2 separate regions of the Anas platyrhynchos genome follow, and region 2 is linked to region 1. The links are chromatin contacts, called in public Hi-C maps. All regions are on one chromosome and are shown on one strand. Each heading gives the region's core, a stretch centred on a gene start, on an enhancer-like site or on the middle of the called end of the contact. The rest is flanking DNA. Distances are from core to core; before and after follow the strand shown. Region 1 overlaps SPICE1 (spindle and centriole associated protein 1). Region 2 holds the start of POLQ (DNA polymerase theta).

Evidence for each region. A called contact is a pair of places that touch in the nucleus more often than the background predicts.
Region 2: a contact with region 1 is called in a Hi-C map of subcutaneous adipose tissue, with 1.7 times the contacts expected there. The contact joins the promoter of POLQ here to the enhancer-like site in region 1. A contact is called at or near these places in 4 of 8 Hi-C or Micro-C datasets (F1 follicle, liver, skeletal muscle and 1 more).

The regions. Positions count from the first base shown.
Region 1 is chr1:84,070,694-84,076,444 of IASCAAS_PekinDuck_T2T, reverse strand. It overlaps SPICE1 (spindle and centriole associated protein 1), which reads right to left. Exons shown (of 17, transcript XM_027449681.3): 9 at 4,834-5,099; 10 at 3,641-3,772; 11 at 2,879-3,026; 12 at 1,086-1,310. Among named protein-coding and RNA genes, the nearest start is that of SIDT1, 9.5 kb to the right of the region's middle. Within about 2 kb of position 2,149, at least 1 of the 8 cell types and tissues checked has an H3K27ac peak or open chromatin away from gene starts, as enhancers often do. A contact at or near this core is called in subcutaneous adipose tissue, where this site is marked.
Region 2 is chr1:84,155,702-84,161,452 of IASCAAS_PekinDuck_T2T, reverse strand. It overlaps POLQ (DNA polymerase theta), which reads right to left and starts at 3,186. Exons shown (of 30, transcript XM_027449663.3): 1 at 2,996-3,186; 2 at 471-653. The coding sequence starts at 3,158. It overlaps METTL16 (methyltransferase 16, RNA N6-adenosine), which reads right to left. Exons shown (of 9, transcript XM_005014969.6): 8 at 5,082-5,255; 9 at 3,640-4,988. The coding sequence ends at 4,371.

The sequences.
Region 1 (5,751 bases), core at 900-3,399:
TTATGAACCATTTTACCATTTTTTACAAAAAAAATACTCAAAAAGTATTTGTTGAGCCATTTAGCATTCTTCACAGTCTCAAAGGAATAACAATGCATTTCTCACATACCTAACTATAGCAAAGTCTACGAGTATGGTTTCACGTTCCTGTTTCAAATGGCAGATGTCTGACAGTTCTCAATGGGACTGAAGCCAGATGATGCTCTTTGAAGAAAACTATCTTTAGTTCATTTCCTCCTTATTTATTATGTGTCTTTTCACAGCACTGCATACTACCAGAAGCTTGAACTAGATATAAATTTCCAATTGTTCTGGCAAGTTGTTAAAAATTAAAGGGACTTTTTGGTTATTTTTCTGACTAAAAAGGGTTACAAATCAATACAGATGACAGGGGTAGGACAAAAGGAGAGAAGGCATAAAGCCACACTGCTGTGGCTGTTCCCTGTCAGCAACCAAACCAGTCATTGACACAGTCATCTGTCCCTCAACAACACAGCTTTACAGGGGCCCATCACACTCAGCAACCTCAAAAACTCCCAAAGCCTACAAATCCTGACTGTGAGTTAATCTGGCACCACGTAATTTCACCCCAAACTTCTTCAACCACTTCCTGTGTACTACTAAATGAAACCCATATGGAAACCTGCTCCCAATTTTTTTGGAAAAAAATCTTTGCTGGGGAGATTAGCTCAAGGAGTATGCAGCCTACAGTCATCCCGGATTTCCAGTCTTCAGTGGTTCCACCATTATAGGTGACAGAGACTGGATTACACCACCAGTAGAGGGGAAGCTCAGATTATGTGCTGTAAGTCGTAGACAAAGAGCTACAGCAGACAGCGACAATCAAAGCCAGTACAAGTTAAAAATGCCCGTCTGGATTGTCACTGACAGAGGACTACAGATGGAGAACTGCAGGGGTCAGAAAGTCTAATGCACATCTGAGTGAAGAAGCAGGGTATTCCAACTACAGGACCAAGGTGTTTAGGCATTCAGATGTAAAAACTTTGATAGAAAAGACATCTCCAAAGAAAATCTGAGCCTGAGAGACTGAAATAGTAAAAGCCTACTTTGGCCAGAGATCTCACCATTCTGGAGGGGAGACGATTCCTGATTGCTCTTCTGACGAGGTGGTGACAACAGGACAGCTGGCTGGAAGATGTGAGCCGGCAAGCTTCTACCTGCTCCTACACCACTTGAGGCACTTGGCTTCTGAGGAAACTTGAAAGGCAGTTCTTCTTGTGGTAACTTCAGCATATTTTCCCTGTTGCCTTCATTGCTCCTGGGCTCAAAACAGCTCAAATCAGCTTTTTCTAAAGAAAGAAACAAAGCAAGAGTAGAATAAAAAAATAGTTTTAGAGCAAGAGTAGTGTAGAAAAGATTGCCAACAACAATTCTTATGTTCAGATATCTAAAAAGACAGAATAGAATATATTCTTCACATAATCCTAAATTCCTTCTGGTACCCCAGTACAAAACTCTCACTAAGACATAAAAAAATCTTTACTGGGCTTAGGAGAGCAAAAAAAAGCTATCATACACAGGCTCACAATTGCAGCATACTGGTAAGAGTGCTGTTTGCAGCCCATGCACAAGACACACAGACGTGTGACTTGTAAGGCACAGATTACCAGGGAGGCAAAAAATGAAAAGTGTGGAGTCAAAGCTGTAGCCAGCTGTGAGAACACAGTAATTTTAATATGCCTGCATACGCTGCTCCCTTAGCGCTATCTTTGAATTCACCCTTAATGATTTTGCTCAGGATATTTGTTCCCAAAATCAAAGTTACCAGAAAATGAGGGAGAACGTTTGTGATCCCAAAGTACAAGAGACAAAAAACACTCTGCAAAGGCAGAGAGACAAGCAGAAGAGGCTGTTTGCTTAAGATATTGTTGATGGTTCACATTACTGAGATGGAATTTAAAACTTTCCACCCCTTATATAATGATCCTGGCAAGAGGTGAGACACATCTTCTTCCCCTGCTTCACCATGCAGAGCTACCTTTCCAAAGCATCCTCCTCACATGCTGTTTGTCATGGTATTTCCCCCTCCAACTCCTTCTTCAGCAACCCTCCCTCTCTCCAGAGATGTTCTACGTTAACTTACCCCTGGCTGCTTAACAGGTCTAACCTACTGTTGTTTCTGGTCAGCAGCGACCTCCAGTGTTTAACGGAAGAACCAATCTCATACTATTAGAGTGCCTCAGCAACAGACAGGCAGGGTCCTGCTTCAGCTGGACATTTCTTACTTTTTTTTAGTTAAATTTTATTTTACTTTTTAAGATTCTTAGGATTCATAGAATCGTAGAACCATTAAGGTTGGAAAAGACCTCTAAGATCATCTAATCCAACTATCCCCCTACCACCAATGTCACCCACTAAACCATGTCCCTAAGCACCACGTCCAACCTTTCCTTAAACACCCCCAAGGACAGGGACTCCACCACTTCTGTAGGCAACCTGTTCCAGGATTAACCTGATTTTGTAAGGCATCTTAACAGGGTAAGGAACAGAAGGATGCCTCCCACTTGTGAGGAAAGGCTATTCTCCTTCTGCCTTCTTTTTCAGGAAAATAAAATAAAGACTTGTCACTTAAAAAGTTCAAACCCAAGATCTGTCTTTATGGATAATTTCCAAGTCCAGATCCAGATACATGAATGCCAGTGGGATGGAATTCAGCCTATAATACTACTTAAAAAAAAAAGCCTGTAGCAAAGTGCTTCTGCTCACAGCAGAAACCCACGGCATATGAATTTCCAGAAGTGACATTCAGGTTCACAAGAGGTGTTTATTCAAGTAGACATCTATTAAATACCAGATTTTCTACTGCAGAAATAAAGTAGCCACAATTCCAGTTTTCTCCACACACGCACATGCATACCTTGGCCATTTGCTGGACTGTTGCTTGCAGTTCCAAAATGGTTTGGACTTTGTTCTCTTCTAGGTTCTACCAAAGGGAGACTTTTAAATGCTTGAGTGAGAGAGGTTATCTGTTCATCTGTTACAATCATGTATTGCTGAAGTTTCTTCTAAGGATGGGAGAGAGAGAGAAATATTTTTTATTCTAGCAACATAAAAACAGGAATTAGAAAATTACACACCACAAGCAGCACTGAGAATAAATTTGGCCTCTTAATACCACTGTATGTATTTGTGAGATTCCACCGAGATATTATTCATGTCTCTATTCCTGCCTCAAAAAAAAATCTCATTTTTTCTTTTATTTATCATCCCACTTCCTCTCCAAGGTTGTTTACTGTTTCATTGCCAAAGGTAACTAATAAAAAAAAAAAAAAAATCTACTTCCACCACAAGCTGAAGAAATGAAAATGTAGCATTACATCTATTCCACTTCGCTGCTCCAATATTGGCAGGTGCTTAAACCATTAGATTGTACATAATAAAGCTCAGTTTTCAGTTTCACGGAGCTAGCATTTTGTCAAGCTTTAAACATAATTAAAAAAATAAAATAAAATAAAATAAAATGCTGACTTTACAAACACCCCTTTCCCACACCCCATGACTGCTGTTCTCAGACTCCTCATTCAATTTTATCACTTTCTTTCCTGAACATACGGACAATGCATCTCAGCCCATATTTGTAGCAAAACTCAGTAGCACGTTGGGGAAAGGGGCTCAGTACCTGTATAGTAATGTTTTCTTCCCTCGCTAGAAGTATTTCTGCAGTCAAAGCATCAATCAGTTCTCGGTGCTCATTCAACATCTCCTCATGACGTTGCCTCATCAACTCTTTCTCACGCAGTTGTATTTCACTCTAAATAGGGAGAAAAAGTTTAAAACTTACTGTAGTTAATACAGATTCATATTTGGAAACAGGAATAGTTCAGTATCACACCTCAGCCGAAGTCCATCCTCTGATGGTAGTAATTTCTCAATCTTGAATTGAGCATTCATTGTTTGCTTCCAACACAGGTCTGAAAAGAAAATCTTTCATATTCCTGGACTACCCAATATTCGATTTATACGTTGTTATGCATCCATACAGGAAATAATAAAACAAATCAGGTTTTTAAAGTATTTTTTTCAATGGTTATACACTCTGAAAAGGAACCAAAAGAGGACAGTTCCATGTTCATTAGGAATCTATTGCCCTCACTATGAAATAGAGCACTGGTATTTAGGCAACACATTTTTTCTGCATCCATTAAGAGTGCAAGAACTGTCATAATCTGGTTCACAATTTCACAAAGGCTCAATGAATCTGTGAGCCACTGCTGCATCTTGAATACCTCTGGATTAGAGATGAAATAAAAACTTTTTAAAACAGTATTTATTTCCCCACAGCTTACAGGTAGTTGTCTTTATGAAATTCCATTGATCTGCAGTTGTGCAATGCTATAGTAAGCACTTTAGGTCGTTCTTGTTTAAGGTGAAGTTGCTACTATGGATAGAAGAAGAAAGCTAAGGAGTTCCTCAAAGAAAACTGAAGATTTGGGTACTCTTTTTCTAGTGACAATAGCATCACCTTTGAGAGGCCAAAAATAAAATGAACTTCTAAACAAGGTTGTAGTTAATACGCTGCTACCGCTCTGAACATACGTAAAAAATAAGTTTCAAAGTAATTTGATTAATACCTTCTGCAAATAGTGACTTGGAGACTTTCATTGCAGTCAATTCCTCCCTTTTCATTAGGGATATCTGTTTCTAACAAATTAAGTTTTACCTCCTAATTGCATGCAATCCAAATAATAAGTAATTATAATTAGACTTCAAAGTAAATTGATTGGGAGCCAGGAAAGACCAAAGATAACGCCTCTGATGCAAGTTTATATCCTTCTTCTTTCATTCTACAGATGGAATTCAAAGTCTTCTCACCTCTTTGAGGTAGCGCATCAAACGACAGAGAGCATTCACCAGGGACAAGGTAAATCCGGTGAGGCCTTCACTTCTCTGAGCTTTTTGGACCTCACGGCCTGTACATCGCTCATATTCCTCCAGTTCATGCTCCACCTCATGTAACATACAGCTGAGAACATCTAGGCTGGATTTATTGTCCCTCTGAAGGTCAATGGGGACTGAATGAGCAAGAGAATCATCTCTCCTCTGTCTTGCTGAGTTCTGTACAGTTTGCTTTCTTTTCACTGGGGGGAGAAAAAAAAAGTCATTGAAATTTCAATTTGTATAGAAAGCTTTGCAATAGGAATGAAATTATATTGCTTATTGAAATAAATCAAAGGAGAGGTCCATAAGAGAACATCCCCAGTCACTCTAGTCATTTTCAATAATCAAAACCCCCATTTTCTGTCACCGCATTAGTACCTCTCTGGTGTTGCTGTTTGGTGCTTTTATGTTAGAAACCTATTTATACTTTTCTTCTCAGTTAAAAGCACAGAAACAGTTTGCCAGGGACCAGCCAGTGAAAAATTTCAGCTGCTTTCAGGTCTCATATTTAATGAGTGATTCTTTTACAACTATCTTTTCATGTTACAGCTGTTTATGGGGATTGACAATGGGTATAAACTACATGTAGAATATGTGGATTGAAATTCTTCATAAAGCTGTTCAGCATCGACCAGAAAGCCATGTTAGAAACAGAAAAGCACCACAGGAGGGAGAACTCTATAGCCAGCAAGGTAATGAGTTGCACCATGTATTGGTGGTTCCGTGCTTGCTATGGACTTTGCTTTGTCACCAGAACACACTACATAAGGGGCAGTGGAATGCCAGATGCTCAAAAACTTGGATGGATGAGGGCCCCTAATCAATCTTTGGAGTTCACCCTGCTGTGAGCAG
Region 2 (5,751 bases), core at 1,937-4,436, 84 kb before region 1:
CAAGGAGAATTTGGGGCAAAGCTCTTCAATTGATTCCCATCTCACACAGTCACAACTACACTTGTAGTTATCCCAATAAAGGGTCAAGAGATCATGATCCATCAGATCCATGTTTCTCCAATTTAGAGACAAGGATATCATGTGGACTATGATACCATGAGAACCATGGAAGATGTGTAACATAGTAGGGCACAGGCATTACTCAATAATCTGGCCCAATGGCTTCTGCAACCAAGTAATAAAACTCAAATGAATGCCTAAGAAAATCACCCTGCCCCCACTTCTAAGCTGTTCTCGCCCCCATTGCTGCTCTGTGACCTTCTTTCCATGTAGAGTAGACACCTAAGTTGGTGTTTCCCACAGATTTCTAGCTCACCAGTCCTGCTTTTTCTGCTCCCTGCACCCCAACGTGTTCTTGTGAATGGCACTGGGAAAGTCAGGGGGATCGCTTCTGTGAGACGTTTGCATACCTGAGTAAACCAGGTTCTTTCCTTCCAGAACTTGTCCGAGCATTAGGCATTCTGCTTGCCACTCAAACATCTGCACTACTCCCAGACTGTGATATTTCTCCAGAACTGCTTTCGGAAGACCCCAGCTTGCGAGGAGCAACTTGTCTGCTTGGTCTTCGGGAACATTTACTTGCTGGTATTTCCCTTTGGGTGGAAAGAGGGGAAAAACAAACAAACAAAAAGTATCATCCTATATCCTCCTTCAATCTGAGGTCATCATTTAGGTCAGATACTCAAATGTCAAACTTCTTTACAAGCTCTGTATTGTGGGGAGAGGTAACGAGAAACTATCTCCCCCATATTTTTCAATATTTCCTATGAGTGTTTTATCCTTCTTCTTATCTCCTGATATCATCTTGTCAATTTCTCCTCGTATTAGGTTTTCCACATTCAAATAATTTCTTCACCAAACTCTCACTCTGATATTTGCTTTTGAGACAGAATAGCCATGACCAAATACAGACTCGAGCAGAATTTCAGCGGTGATTAGTGTAACAGCATTACAAAGTATTTGCCATCTCATCCTTACTCAGGCTGTTTCCTTTTTAGATTATTGCTACTGATCCTTCAGTAATCCTCGCAGATTATAGAACTGCCCAAGCTCTTTTTTTGCTTTACAGCTGAATTAAAATAACTAACATAAAACAAACAGGCAGCTCAAGCTACTCTGTACAACGTGTCGCTTCTGTTTTTCAACACTGATTAGTATCTTTACCACATTGCCAGTTCCTCTAGCTTAATTAAGTTCTTTCTGCTTATTTCTTGTCTTTATAACTCTAGATAACTTTGTGCTGGCTACAAATATTGCCTCATCCCTGGCTCTCTTTTTTTTCCAAATCATTAGGATAACTCAAACCTTTTGTCCTTTTCCTCACCTGAGACAGAAAACAGATTTCTGCTCCACAGCGATGCCTCCCCTATCATCCACGACTACTTAGTTCCCATAGCAGCATTTTGCAAAAGACCTCATCGAAGCTATTTGAAAAACAAGTCAGTGTGTGTACTGGCTCTACTGTACCGATTTCTACCAGCACATTCAAAAGAAAAAATCTAAAAGGAATTTTCCACCATTGTTGTAACAGTGGAAGGGCAAGGTAGATCAGAAAAACACTGCCTGCTTATGCTTGTAGTACTATGTACTGTGTAGCATCTAGAACTTATATTCAACATATGAAAAACTGCAACAACCTTCCTGAGGTTAACCCCAACCTAGCAATCACTGGTACTTGACCACTGTCCTGTGCACAAATACATAAAAAAGATGATATAGCTCAGCTCTGTGATAATCAAAACACTATACAAATACTGAACAAAACATTCAGCACTATTGGAAGTGAATAACAGCATGCCACAAGGAGAACAGGCTTCCCATGGGGCATTTAAAGGAGATCGGGTTTGTCTGTCCTTGACTGCCACCAGCGTGGCAGAATTAGGATTTGTAACCCTATAAAAGAGTAAAACAAAATGCACAAAGGGATCTCAAGCTTCTTTCCTAAAGTTAAAAACAGTGAACTATGTGTAAAAAGACAGCATGAGTAAAGGATTACATGATTCTAATGTTGGAAGAATACCTTGAGATTAGCACTGAACATAAGTTTCAAAACTTGTGCCTTAGGAAACAAGTTTTAAAGACCCATGTATACAAGCGCAATACTGCACTAACCTCTGTAACGTACTAGAAAAATGCTAAGAAAGTCAAAATGAGGATGAGACACACTGCTGGATTTAAAGACTGGGCATTTAGACGCATCTGAAGGAAAACCCTTGCAGAACCTGGGGTGAGGGGGACACACTGAGTCCTGGAGGTGTCCTGAGGAGACACGCACATCGCCTCGCTCAGCTCCATTCACAGGAGCTGACAAAACTGCATCTTGCAGCACGTAGCCACGCTGGGGAGAAGACGCTACCTGACTGCAGAAGCGGCTGGGAGATGTAAATCATTTAGAGAGTGATAAAAATATTGTGAGATGAAGTTACGAGCACCTGTGTCAAACGTTGCACATATAGGTGAGATATCACGCAAAACCACCACACTCCCCTGCCTTTGCAGGTATCAGGGCACTACGCAGGAACACTTAATGCCATGTTTTTATATCTAGTCCATTTCACCAGCTTCTTGTGCTCTTCAATCAACTCCAGCCAGGCGCTCCTCCCCGCACCCAGGCCATACGGATCGCTGTGCTGTGGCAGCACCTAGAGGCCAAGCCAAGCACAGGACCCGCGGTTGAGAGGCACCCAGCAGCACCGTGCCCGCCTCCAGCCGCCTCCCCTCACCTCCCCAGCGGGGCAGCAGAGCCGAGGAAGCCCCTCGGAGCCCCAACGCACCCCCCGGCCCCAGAGCGCACCCCCAGCCGCAGCCCCTTCCCTTCCCCTCCCTCAGGGAGAACCGGGCAGCACCGGGCGCTCCCCCCTGCCCTGCCCGAGGGCTGAGGGCGCCCACAAGCCCAACGCGCCGCCGGCAGCCCCGCTGCCCTCCCAGCCGCTACCTGGAGAGCCGCTGCCGTGCAGGGAGCGCTGGAGGCCGGGCGGGGGGCTCAGCACGGCCGGGCTGGGGGCATGGGGGCTGAGCGGTGCCCCCCTCCCCGCCCTGGGGGCAGCGGCCGCCCCGCCGCCGTTAGCGGGGGCGCCGCCATCTTCCCGCCGCGCCATTCAAACGGCGGCCTCTGCCCCCAGCGGCCGCAGCGCGCGGCTCCCTGAGGTGTTTTTTTTCTTCCCGTCCGTTCCACAAAAACAAATTCGGTCCCAGTGATACCTTTTGCCTCTTCCTGGCATGCCCCAAACACTTTTGTGGAGCTGTACGCAAGTGTGACTTGAGATTCTTCCCTTATTGCTACAGACGCAATGACACTAACCCGCTTTTACACCAATGACGCCCTTTTAATTACTTTTCCTCCATCCTAATCGCTATTGGTTTTCTTTTTGGAAGTGTAACAGCTTTGGTTAAGCAGCACTGAGGAGTGTAAGCTACTCATGTTGTACAAGGGGAAGGTGGAGGTAATTAACGAAGCAGGACACTGCAGTCTGCCTCAGAATAACAAGTGCATCACAGGCACACGGGCTTACCTTGTGAGGCTTGTCATCCTTGCATAAAACAGGCTGAAAAGATAAGCACACGATAGCACAAACAGACTTGCCTTCTATGTTTTCAATAGGTCACCTAGCCAGAAATAATCTCCTCAGATTCTGAAGGTGTACAACTAATTTAACTTCTCCAGAGACATCAATATTTAGGCATTAGAATGAAGTTTATAGAAACCGGTGCTCACTTACAGTAAGCTCTTCAGTGTTTCAAAGCCCAAACACCAGAAAAATACATCGTATGTATTCTAAAGTGATTTTTCTAAAGTGATTTTTTATCTGATTTGATAGTTGGAGGATATATCCATCCTGCTGCTCTGTAGCCCAACAGGTAAATGCATTAAGGGAACAGAGGCATACTTAAACCCTCAGCTGAGGACTCAGCTGCAGACGGCAATTCCCAAAGCAGGTAACAATTTCCTGCATTAGTTTGAAAAAGATTGAAGAAAATGTTTCAGTAAAGATTCCTACTTGGTAACAATATATATATATATATCTTTTGCATCAGAAAAAAAGACCAGAATGAGCACTGTTGATATTCGAAATGGTCACAGTATAGACACGTTGCACTGTAACATTTTGTTTTACAACTGAAGCACAAGAGATACTATTTCCCAGCATTTCATTGGACATGAAGTGATATTTCATGTACTCCTTGCACGTTTAAAAAAATATATTTAAAATATCTCCACTTTACTATTTTTTTTTTCTGACTGAAAATGTTAAACCATTACAAAGTTTACAAAATTTGAGGACTCATTCTACCAAAGTGGGGAAAAAGGGCTAACTAGCAACTAGTCGAAGAATTTGGTTCCGTAAGTATGTGCACAGCTGGTTCATCAAGTCTCTGTTCTGTCCTTCAACCCAGTGCATTTCTACTAGTACATCGTTTCCTTCTTTCTTCACATTCATTAAACACTTGAAAAGAAAACATCTACTAGTTTCTTTAGGACTCTGCCCTTTTTCAACTGCTGGATTGCCAGCTTCCTCTGAAGGCTGAGGTTCCTCCTTCGCATTACTGGAACCTTTGTTACATGACGTTTCTGCCTGCTTTGCTTCTGTCTCCTCCTCCTCCATGTGCGCACTATGTTCTTCTTTGGCAGCAGATTCTTCCGTTAGCTTGTCATCTGCGGTCAAGTGGACATCCTCATCGGGTGCCATAAACCCTGTTTCAGAGTCTTCAGTCTTGGGTTTTTCACAGTCCGAACTGTTGCTCACACTTTTCTGGCCGTTTTTTTCCTCTTCCATTGCTTGAAGAACATCTTCAGAAGCTCGAGGAAGTTCTCGTAATTGCCTTACTCTCTCTCGCTTCTTTCTCCTCAAATGAATCCAGGAGTTTTCAATGGCAGTCACAAACAGGCTAACTTCATCTTTTCCACAGGGAACACGTTTATGCTGAACCTATTGCAGAAGACAGCAGAAGTTCATATTATCCCTTCAGAGTTATGCTTTAAAGCAAGATGTTGTTCTACCATCTAATACTTAATATTTTACCTTCAGATCAGCAAGAATCTTCTCTACCCAGGCTCTAACAACAGCAATGGCTTCTACAGCATCCCAGCCCATAGCTGCAGCTTTGGTGGATAACTCGTTGACTGTAGAAGCCAAGACCGTAAATGTAATTGGTTTCCGAGGTTTTTCTAATTTTCTTCTTTTAGAGGGAGGTGACTAGAAGAAAGAAAACCAGCATTAACACCAAAAAGTTACAATGCTGTGCAGTATTAGTGAGATGACATTTGTACTCAGAATACATGTGGATTAAGAGTATGGCCACTAAATTGTCACTGACATAGCCTGTGCTCCACTTCACTACAAGGAGTTATTAGAAACCTCTGACAGGGGCATGATGGACAGAGGGAGGGATTTTATCTTCAGATGTTAAGCAAAAAGCCTTTTTGGTTCTTTCAAACTATTATCCCTCTGTGTACTGACACAGTGTGGCTGCTCTGGGGAACCCACACCTGATTTCTATTCCTAAGATCCACATCATGATCCAAGTTTACTGAATGTTTACTTGGAAGATCTTCTCTAAGGTTGGTTATTCCCTATACTTATTTTCCAGTATGCATTCATTTGTATCAAAAAGCAACTGACTCCCCTTACTGAAAGTTGACAGGCTCCATTTACAATCATGTAGGCAGGTCTAAAGCAGCTAAAAGTGTTT